Regions from separate parts of the Columba livia genome. Here region 1 is linked to region 2. Evidence: chromatin contacts called from public Hi-C data. All regions are on one chromosome and are shown on one strand. Each heading gives the region's core, a stretch centred on a gene start, on an enhancer-like site or on the middle of the called end of the contact. The rest is flanking DNA. Distances are from core to core; before and after follow the strand shown. Region 1 has its middle 53 kb from the start of CXADR. Region 2 holds the start of C1H21orf91 (chromosome 1 C21orf91 homolog).

Region 1 (5,834 bases), core at 1,954-4,453, 58 kb before region 2:
CATCACAGCTTTACATTTAGTTTCCAGTTCACCATCTGTATGCTATCATATGCCATATGGCATATGATATGCCGTATCATACAGCTCTGTTCAACAGGACAATAGCCCACGTTTTGTCTCCCACAGTACTGTCACTACTTGGGGTTAGCCAGATAACGGAGTGACAGCACTTGGCTGCTCGTTATGTTTCAAAGAGCAGGAAAAGAAAAATGCAATTACTGAAATCTACCACCAGAGAGAGCTTTTGTCTTGGTAACATTGATAGACTACAGAAAGCAGTACTTCTCTGGTTTTGTAAGGGAAATTTTTATAGGTACTAAATTATTCCTCTTTAGGCATCGAGAAGAGAAAAAAGAATTGAAATTCACAGCACCGACAGGAAATATAAATATTGTGTGTGGGGAGGGGTGTACACATGAATGCAAGTCATTTTTAATGCCCACTTGGTCCTGTGACAAGTCAGGACGTCTTAGCAAATGCTGTAACTAATGGCGACTGGTACGAACTGAATAACTTGTATCTACAAAGCTCATGAGCTGATAAGGGTTCCTTTTATTTTAGCTTGGTCTCCTGGTATGGCCAAGAGAGTGAGGGGCATTTTGGGAAGGATGGAAGTGCATTTGGAGTTGAGCTGGCTTGAGTGAGGACCTGTGCTGCATGTTTCTCCACTTTGCCATGAAATCACAGGCAAAAACTTGCTCTGGGAACATAGTTTTTGGTTTCCACCACTGACATGTGACACAATAGCAAAATATTTCTGAAGTGTATGTGATCACATCTTTACTCAGGTTTGAAATACTATTTTTGATCACTCTGGATTTCTTAAGTAGAAAACCAGCTTCCACAAAATGGACACAACAGAAATTTTTGTTTCATTTTTCATTTATCTGCTTGGTAGAGCTTGGAATATATTTTACCTGATGTCTCACATTGTCTGTGGGAAAGACATAAACCTTGGCTCTGGAAGAACAACACGTGGGTTGAAGTTCTCAAGCTATTTCTGGAAAGTGTCATGACATGTTTGCAGGTTTCCCAGCTTCTTTCCTGGGTGTTGGTTGTTGCGAAGAGGATACTGGGCAAAATGGACCTTTGCTGTGGTCCAGCAGCTCCACCAACCTCATGTTTACAGAGGAGGCATCTCCCACTCTGCCCTCCCCACCTCCAATACCCTTCTCCACTTTTATTGCAAAAGAATATTGGCAATTTTGAAGGTGAATGATCCTATCTTTGTGTGATCCTCCTGAGATCTATGTGGAAATGGATGGAGACCTTCAAGGAAGCAACACTGCCCTTCATCCTCATAGGAAAATGATTGTTATTTTCAGTTCTTTTACTTAACTGGCCCTCATCGGTCCTTCCCACATCAAAACTTCAGGGACTGCTGAGCAATAGGCATGTTCAGGCCTGTAAAGAAACGCTTCTAAGTAACTGAAGCTGCCTCTGTACTCTTCCAGAAACCATCTAGGAATGCCTGACATAGGAGTTCCTCAGTGTCTTTTAAACACTTCCCACTGCAAACACCCAGTGTAGTCAGCACCTTGTTGTTTTGGTTTGTTTTGTTTTTTTTTTCCCTTTGTTAGAAACAGGTCAAACAGCATACTACATAGCCACCAAAGCAACACATGTTCTCTGAGCTAAACATATGACAAAAGTCCACACAATCTTACTGCACGTACATGTGAATATCCAAGAAGCCCTTGAAGAAAAAGAGCATGCTACAGGTTACGTGGATTATTCTGGCAGGTTGTATGAAGCCAACTTAATTAGAGGTTGTCTTTAATGCTGTATTCTGGAGTTTTATTTTGTGTGTGTGTGTCACTAAAGAAATAAGAACACTGACAGCCAACAACTTTTGTGAAGTCCTAAAAAAACTAAGCTATTAATTTTGGCTTGAGATTCATATAAAAAAATCCTCAAACTTCAGAGGTTACTCCTAGGAATGGGTGACTGTGCTCAAGTATCCTACTACAGGACCAGGCTCTAATTTGTTTTGCTTACTTGAAAAAAACATTGTGCCAGTATATGTATTCCAAAGTATTTTTCAAAAAATTATTTTAACAGAAATGGGCCTCCTGAATTCATTCTACCCTAATTTTCACCTCAGAGTGAGCTCTTTACTCCTGGGCATTGCATTAGCTGCTTGCTGTGAATCCTGTGATATTCCAGCCCTTGGCATCAACAAGGACAGACACATTGCTACACCACTTGAATGACCAGATATGTAATCAGACCTGATCATACCAAAAACTCATCAGCTGCAAGTGAGGCTTTACAGTTGTTACAATTGAAGACTGTGCTTTAGAGAAAGGGTGAAAAGTTGCCTTGAATAATACAGGATTTGACCTTTAGAACACCTTTGATAATACATGAAATTGTCTTCTTAGCCACTTTCATCTTTCACAGATAATGATAATGAAAGAAAGTTTTACTCCTGTCATCAGTCTGTCTTTGCAGTCTCCTGCAGTTTTTCTGATACTTTCACGGAGAGCTCAGCAAATGGGCAAAGCACAAGTTTTTCCTTCTGTCAAGCCACTGAATTTGCAGCTGAGAAAGCACATTCCCCGGTGGATCTCTTGGTAGGAAGATCTCCAGGATACCCTTGGACCTGTCAACATGTGGCTGTATTCAGGAGACTTGGGCACACAGCTCAAGGCAGGCAGGTGTTGATGTCTCCTGAGGACACCTGGGTGGAAGGGTGTGGAAAAAAAGCATTTTGAAACATCAGCAAACTGACTGTCTCGCTATGGCTGTGGAAGCATTTCAGTGCTTTTGCAGTTGCTTTTGCAGTTGCTCTACAACCTGCTTCTGTACACACAGTGTAAGGCCTGGTACTGGAGCAGGGTATTGCCAAGGGCACGGACCCTCTCTCTGCCCTGCAGTGCATGTTCTCAGGGCCAACCATGCGATGCTGCCCTTTGAAGCATCGACAGCTCAGCCATTTGTCAGAGAGGACAATGAATCAGCTCAGGGAAGTGATTTCTTTGAAAAATAAGCCAGCACCAACACACCAACTCATCCCCATGGCCTGCCTGACCTTGCTGGCCAAGGGCTGCAGGACCTAGGTGAGAAAACACCCTCCATTTGATAGTGGGGAAGAAAAGCCCTGAAAACAACAGGGTGGACATCCGTCCAATTACACTGTTATCCCCCAGTGTGCCTGATCTGTCTTGATTGATTTTAACACTTCTTTTCCCTGCAAGTAACTCCTCCGTCCTTTCCAACTGTACCTTTGCAGAGTTTATGAAGGGAAAGTGGCACACCAGACAAGCTGCTCTGCCCTGCTTTCATAAACACCAGTGCCAGGTTCAGAGTTTACGTTGGGTTTTTGAAGCAGAGGACTGCATAGTTACTTTACTTCCTCTTCTATTAGTGTTTTAGCCCAGGGCTGCCAATTGCAGCATGTTTCTTAGATCAAGGCATATCACGAGGTAAAAACTGTCTCCAAAGAGACAGAATAGAAGTGGCATGCAGTCTTGTGATATAAAATCGCTGACTCATATCAAAGGGAAAATAATGGGAATTTTTACAGCTAATTTCATGCAGCAGTTTTGGTGGCTATCATCAGATTCGATCTGCAGAGCGACACAGGCAGATTTGCCTCTCTAAGGCAGCAAAAAAGCCATCCTGTTATGGGTGACCAGGCACCACACTTGCTTATTGGTATTTTGTCCAGTGAGACTGTTTTCAACTATGGACAGTGAATGTAGTTGCCACTGGGTCTCAGCCAATTTTGAATTTACAAGAGCAAGGACCGTACTGCACAAAACACCTTCTGTTTGTGTTTTGGGCTCCACATTTTGTAAATAAGCCTGAAGAATGCTGCAGTCCATTTCAGAGACATTCTGGAAGGATTAATCTTCAAAAAAATCTGAGAAGTAGTGACTAGCGGCACTAGTGCATAGCACACAGCTGTGGAGGCTCTCAGACACAAGTAGATTAAGGTTTACAATTAAATTCAGTATTGCCACATTTTGTAGTTGAAGAAACAAGCACAGATAGGTTACTGGTAATGGATTTGCCTATTGCCATCCCAAAAAATCCAGTGGCATGGCTAGAAAGAGAGCTTATAGTCAAAGACAGTTTTGCAGCTTTGGCTCCAATGAGCGAAGGGATGATGCAAAGTAGTGTAACTGTGACAGGAGGTGACAGTGAAAACCCTGAGTACATCCCCAGCATCCTGGTAGACTGACAAAGGTCAGTAGTCATGAAGTGAGTGGCTTTATTACTTTGAAGAAGCTTTAGCCTGAGAGTCCAGTGATGTGCTCCCCAGTACAAGAGATGTAAAGTGAAGTGCAACAAAGGCAATTAAGGGACTGGATCATCTGTCCTTTGAGGAGAAGCTGAGACAGCTGGGACTGTCCAGCCTGGAGCAGAAAAAGCTCAAAGGGATCTGGTCCGCATGGATAAATCATTAGCTTGGAAAAGACCTGCAAGATGATTGAGTCCAACATTAACGTAACACTGCCGAGTTCCCCACAATATCTGATGGAGGAGCCAAGAAGAGAGAGCCAGGCTTTTGTCAGTGGTGCCCAGTGACAGGATGATGGGAGGCAATGGGCACAAAACTGAGACACAGGATATTTAATTTAATGTAAGAAAACACTTTTCTTCTGTAAGGGTGTTTAATTTCTGGAAGAGGACTCCCAGAGAGGCTGTGGAGTCTCCACCCCTGGAGATATTGAAAACACAGCTGGACGCATCCCTGAGCAGCCTGTTCTGGCTGACCCTGCTCTGGGCAGGGGTTGGACCCAGAGATCTCCTAAGGTGCCTTCCTGCCTCAGCCCATCTGTGATGGGGTGTGTGTGCATGTGAGAGGGCAACAGTGACAGTGAGGGTTGCCCAGTGGCCTACAGTCAGTGCCTGCTACTAATTTCCAGTTTACAATTTAATCCCTTTTTACTGGTCGAGCCTCAAGCCTGGCTTGGGAATTAGGGGCTCTGTTGCATCACCATGAATTTACCTTTCCCACAAGTGTAAGCAAAGATGTTAGTGTGATAAGTGATTCCGATCTTGTGTCTGAACATGATGCAAGAAGGAAATATGTTTTTTTTTTCCTATGTCAAAAACAGCAATAAGGCACTGTAGAAAACACAGCATGTACAACTAAGTTTGTAAAATTAAGTGCTCTAGTTTGCCATGACAGAGTTAAAGTTAGCAGCCCAATGTAGTTTGTCTGTTTGTGATTAGTCATGATGAGGCAGTCTTTGCTCAGATGCTCACATATGGGTTTTTTTCTGTACTTTCCTTCTCCTCCTCTTCATTCCCACAATAGATGGGACTCGCAAAACAAGCAACCAGGGATACTGTCTTTTAACCTTATTCAGCATTTGGCTGGTCTATGCACTCGTACTGAGAAACAACAGAGACTACTTGGGGGTCTGCAATGCACCAGCAGGCTCTGTTTTCCCTGACCAGCTTCCAGCCCCTTTTTGGGGTAAATCCTACCTGCAGCCCCCCTCAGTCCAGCTCTAACACACATCACCCTGGGCTGCTCAGGGGAAGGGTTTTACCAACATGTGCCTCTTGGTGCTTAATGCCCTCCCAGCACCAGCATGTGGCCTGGGGAAGCCGGACCTGCCTGTTGGGTCCTCTGGTCTGCAAGTGCTTCAGGGATGGAAATACAATGAGCTGAGGACAGCTTGGGGGGCTTTACCATAGCAAGAAGCAGCTGTTGGTTCCAGCCCATCTCCAGCACGGTCAGGTCCTTGCAGCCTCCTCAGCTTTGCTGGGCAACTGCTCACCTCAGCTGGCCTCTGACTCACATTCTTCAACATGAGCCAGGTAAATTTTGATTTTGTTTAACACCATTAATTATGGTTGTTGCTGTTTCTTTT
Region 2 (5,451 bases), core at 2,476-4,975:
TAACACAAAGACACAGTGCAGGAAAACGCATCCCTGGCAGGACAGCAGAAACCTTAGGAAGTGGAGTGCAGGAGGCTGCCCAGAGGCAGACAGGCATGGGGTGATCAGAGAAGGGAGGCAGGGTGGCCTTGGAGGCCCTATGGCTCACCCACAGTCCCTTACAGAAATGCAGGCCTGGAGCTAAACAAAACTGGTTTTAGGGTAGTAAAAAGCACGAAGAACAAGCATCTAAGATATGTAAAACATGCTATATGTAGTAAATTGAGATGTAGCATGAACTGCAGACCAGTGAAGAAAAAGCAAGTTTTGCAAGAGTGTTAGAAAACATATAAAAATTAGTCTAAGCAGATTCTGTGGGGAGTATGAAGACACCATCAACACCAAACTCCTGATGAAAGAGTCAGGATGCTGATGACTCACTGTGCCCCTCCATTCAGACTGAAGCCACTGACCTTGGTAGTCAGATGCAGTGACAGGGTAGCACAACACCATTGAAAAAAAAGGAGTCAATATTAAAAATGTATGTACTACATTATTACATACTGTATTACATCATCATCAAGTAACTTCTGAACCTAGTAGCTGAGCCAAAATTGGAGAAAAGTCTCGAAGTCTCAAATATACCATGCCCCTACTAGCTTGGTGAAAACCAGGGCTCAAACACAAGAGAGACCTTAAGTCTCCCAGTAAGGAAAATGAATAGAACACTGTTACTTGTTTTCTTTAGCAGCAATCAGTGCAATGCCACAGCACACATTATCCTCTACCCAGTGGACTGGAGAGAAATGGGGAAGCATTTGGGTTATTACAATACTAAGAAGAGATTATTTAAAGGAAAAGGACATATTTCAGCAGGAATTCTGGCTTAATAGTTTTATTGCTCATGAAGCACTATTCTCATGACAGTTTTGGACATTACATTACATTAAGTCATCTAACTTAAAGAAAAAAATTCCTGTAATTTCAATGAAATTTCAGTTCAGGCCCTGCGTTTGCAGGAAACTCAATGATACTTTCATTTGAAAAAGTCAACTAAATGGATTGAATTTTATGTAATCCCCTGTTGGTTTTTTGGTTTTTTTTTTTTTTTTTTTTTAAGATCAAGGACCATAAGATATAACAGGGTCTTTGACTTCTATCCTTTGATTTCAGTGACTTCATACTCATGCCATAATAATTTTTGAAGATTCATTTTTTAATGATGGGGGAGCATTTCATTAGGAAATCTGAAACTACATTTTGGTAAAAATGCTAAAGAAAAGAATATCCTTTGAAGTGCAGCTGAATGCCCCAATTACTGTAATTTTTGTAATTACTTTTTTCTCTTTTGAAATTGAAGCAGATTAATTGCAATTTCCTCCCACTGAAACAGTGGGAAGAGAAAAAGTTCTTATTGAGGATAAACTCTCTTTACACAACCGCAGCATGATCCCATAGCCCAAAAGTCTAAGGGCAGGATTTTGCTCCAGCCCTGGAAATAGCATTGAAAGTGTTTGTAATATTATGCCTTTGCAGAAATGAAATTCACTTATCAGATCGTTTAGGTCTTAGTGCACATGAGAAGCCTTCTGCAAGACTGTAGATGTAGTCCATGATCTCATACAAGGACAGGATAATGAGCCCTATCTACCCAATGAGTTCAACAGTAGCAGGCCTAGGCCCAGAGTCCCTCAGCAGAGAGAGATATTAAATTGATTTCTATACTTATATCAAATAGCCTCATTTGATTCCAGTGGGGATAATTTTTCATTCAAGCAAAGATCTTGTCTTGAATGCAAATGTTCCTTCATAGGCATTCAATTCATGAAAGCGCAACGATGCATACATGGACTTCATTAGTTTGTTTATTACTAATCATCTAGAAGAAGATAAGTGAATTTGTTTTCACTTGTTCTGATGCAAGGATTTCACCATTGCTAAAAAGATACAAATGCAAACAGAGTGTGATCCAAACCAATCACAGAATTCTGTTCTACTGTATAGTACATTTGTAGCATTAATGATTTTATGGTTGAACATTGTTCATTTGCTGTTTATGTAACTAAATGACATTTCAGCCATCGAGGCACATGATTTCTGCACTGTGAGTTACCACCCAGTGATATACTGCAGCTAATGGTAATCAGTCTGGAGATAAATGCAAGACCTGTAAAAAGTATTAACTATTGTATACATAAGAGCTTAAGTAAAGTGTTTTCTCTCCAATATTAGATCTTGTAAGAGGGGATATGTTACAGCATCCAGGAATGACCAAGAGCTGTGGCAAACCTAGGTGCTGAGAGAGACCTGTCTGTGCTGGGAGAGCTCGTGAGTCTGGGATTTTGGCCTTTCCTTTTCTAGACATATGAATCCATCTAATAAAACCTGACTTCTTTGTGTTATTGTTGTCATTATTGTTATTATTGTTATTACTACTACTTCAAGCAAGTTTAAAGCTAGAAACATAAAAGGTCGTCTGGGTATACAACACTTTGTAGTGCAACATGTAACCTTGAGGACACCTGGTCTCTCCCAGAAAAATCACAGTACTGACCTGATAGTCTAGGCTTCCTCTGTGATGCGTGAGAAGAATTAGATACTCAAGATGATACTGATGTGTGCAGAGCAGGAAACAGCCACAGGACACACTGATAAATAATTGGGTTTGCTCTTAAACAACTTATTCTGTATTTTACAAGTCTGATTCTTCCTCTTCAAGGACTCTCAGAGTCTCTCCTTTATGAGAAGACTATTATATAACATGCATATAAGGAGACAGATACAGTAACTTTCTTTTATCTAGTAGCACAGTATTTAAAATTCTCACTGAGATAACAAAAAACTAGGATAATTTTCTTCCTGTGCCTGAGAGGTTGTAAATCTGCATGTCTCACCTCTTGCAAACAGTCTAACAATCAGACCAATTCAGAAGGGAGGACCCTTACTGCCTCTCCTTGAAAAGGCTTCAATTTGCAAGAAATTATAACAAATTAATTTGTCCCAATAGAAGAGGACAGTTTGGGATCAGAACACTTCCCTGTATGTAAGAAAAGACCTGGGTTTCTGTCCTTCAACATCTTACGTGATACCAGTTTTATATAAACTATATAAACTGTAATTGAAACAGTGCCTGAAATTGATGTCGTAGGTATGCTGTGTAATCGTTACTTTGCATTTAGCTGTACAGCTGAGGGAAGGAGTGAAAAGTCAACTCACTGGCTCATAATTAGTCTGGGATGCTGTCAACGGTTAATTGCAGGGTGACAATAAACCCTGGCAGACCTCTCTGTCAACCCCTTTCCCCCTCCTCCCCGCCCCACCTCCCCCACCCCAGACCTCCCACCAAGGAAAAGGCGATAGGAGGAGAAGAGAGAGAGAGAGAGACTTGCCAGTTGGGAAAAAGTTAAGAAAATGCTTTACTAATGCTACTAATAAAAAAAATAAAATAATACAAAATATACAAAACCTATTTAGAGTTTCCCGGCTCTGCACTTCTCCAGCAGCTGCAGGGCAGGCACACGGAAGTCCTGGTCTGGACTTTGCAGCGAGCCGGAACTGGATTCAGGATTCACTGGAACCAGAACTCGATTCGCAGGGACGACAGGCAGGGTCCTCTTCAGATGCTGGTCAAAGAGAGTGAGACCCTCTTGACTTCCCAATTTTATAAGGTGTATGACGTGGATGGGTTGAAATACTCAATCGGTCAATTTTAGTCACATGTACAGTTCGCCCCTCCTTGCAAATACGCCCCTCTCACTTACGGGATGGGATGTACATTCTTACCAGTGACCTTGCATACCATTGCTTCTGTTCACAAAAACATGTAGCCAACTTCAGAAAAGTGCAGTTACTTGAAAGAACTTAGCTGAGAGGAAAATTCACTAAAAGAGAAACTGCTCCTGTTTTTAACAACATCAGGAGAGGTGTCTGTTTGCATAGTGCTGTCAAAACTTAGGCAGCTGCAGGCACAGGTATGGTTTAGGCATCTTGAAACTAGGTATCCTGATGCTTCAAAGGCTATTGAGTGGAGAATGTAAATTTTATTTGTAAGTAATATTTCACTTAGGTACCAATATACCTATTTATTTCACTTAGGTACCAATATACCTATTTGCATAATCTCTTGAACCACAGTTGATGTTCCACTTTCTTCTGTGTCTTCACACCCCAAGTGTGAAATCATGGCTCTGCTGAAATGCAAAATTTCCTTGGTTTTAACAGGGCTGAGAATCTACCTCTAAAGCAGAAAGAATGAAGATTGGAGAGTAAGAAAGAATGACCATCAGTTTAAGGAGCAAGAATAAAAGCATCAGTGAAGATAGATTAGGCTGTTCCTTTTCTTCTTTCAGATCAGCTAAATGATGAAATTTATCCCCCTCTGTAAGTTAGCTCTGTGCATAGACCAATAGGCTTCATGATTTCTGCTTAAGTCATCCCAAGTAGTCTGCTGACTTCTACTCGTGTCAGTACCCAAACAAAAGCAGCAAATAAAATATTAAAAATAAAACAATATTGAGAAATGCAGCAGGCTTGATCAAGACTCATCTGAGCTTTACACTATACAGCAAACAGAAAAGGGTGAACAAAGGCATACTATATAATAAAGGATGGCACATAGGATATATAAAAGATATAGATACTTCCCCTCCCCTAAAACAAAACATTATAGTTTAAAACTAACAACCTGAATACTCACACACAGACATACACATATAGAGTTGCTTTGTGGAACTCTTTCCCATAAGATACAATGATGTTCAGGTGCTTACACAACTTAATTAAAAGCAAGAGAACAAAACAGAAGATTTTTTTTATAAGAACAAGTAAGAGATCCACAAGTTACATCAAAGGAGATTAAAAGAAGAAGCAAACCTCAAACTCCTTCTGTATGTGGGACATACAGACTCCTACACAAATAGTCACTCATACACAAATAGTCTCTAAATGCCTGAAGGTCAGAAGAAGCCCTTGCTGGAGAAGTTACTGATAACTGTCCACTACAGAGACACTTCTGAAGCTTCCAGTGCCAGGCAGTGTGGGGGAACAGGCTGCTGGACCAGACAGACCCCGTGTTTGATGTGTTATGGCAGCTTCTGCACACTTGGAGCTAAGGTCTGACACCATGGTATGAAAGGCCCATGGGACTTTGGTTGGCTATTTTGACAAAAGTACAGCTTTTAGATATGTCAGAGTGTGCACTTGAGAGCTGTACAAACAAAGTTTGACATCCTTGAGGGCTCATTAAAAGGGCTCAGTACTTTTTCAAGTTAAGCTTTTTGTATTTTCCACTGACAATGCAGCTTCAAATGCTGCTGTCGAAACTGAAAAATATCAATCCAAGTGTAACAAATATGTGCTCTCTCATTGCTTGGCAGCAATTGGGGGATCCAGGCTAAATCATTACCATCAGAGAAGAAAACAGTTTAACATGTCTATGCTGCTTTTCTTCCAGTGCACAGGCAAACTTCTTAA

What was found. Hi-C and Micro-C count contacts between places; a contact is called where the count stands out from the background.
Region 1: a Hi-C map of crop shows a contact between it and region 2, with 9 times the contacts expected there. The contact joins the enhancer-like site here to the promoter of C1H21orf91 in region 2. A contact is called at or near these places in 2 of 2 Hi-C or Micro-C datasets (crop and liver).

The regions. Positions count from the first base shown.
Region 1 is chr1:77,891,885-77,897,718 of bColLiv1.pat.W.v2, reverse strand. No RefSeq gene overlaps it. Among named protein-coding and RNA genes, the nearest start is that of CXADR, 53 kb to the left of the region's middle. Within about 2 kb of position 3,203, at least 1 of the 3 cell types and tissues checked has an H3K27ac peak away from gene starts, as active enhancers do.
Region 2 is chr1:77,835,077-77,840,527 of bColLiv1.pat.W.v2, reverse strand. It overlaps C1H21orf91 (chromosome 1 C21orf91 homolog), which reads right to left and starts at 3,725. Exons shown (of 5, transcript XM_021299562.2): 1 at 3,446-3,725.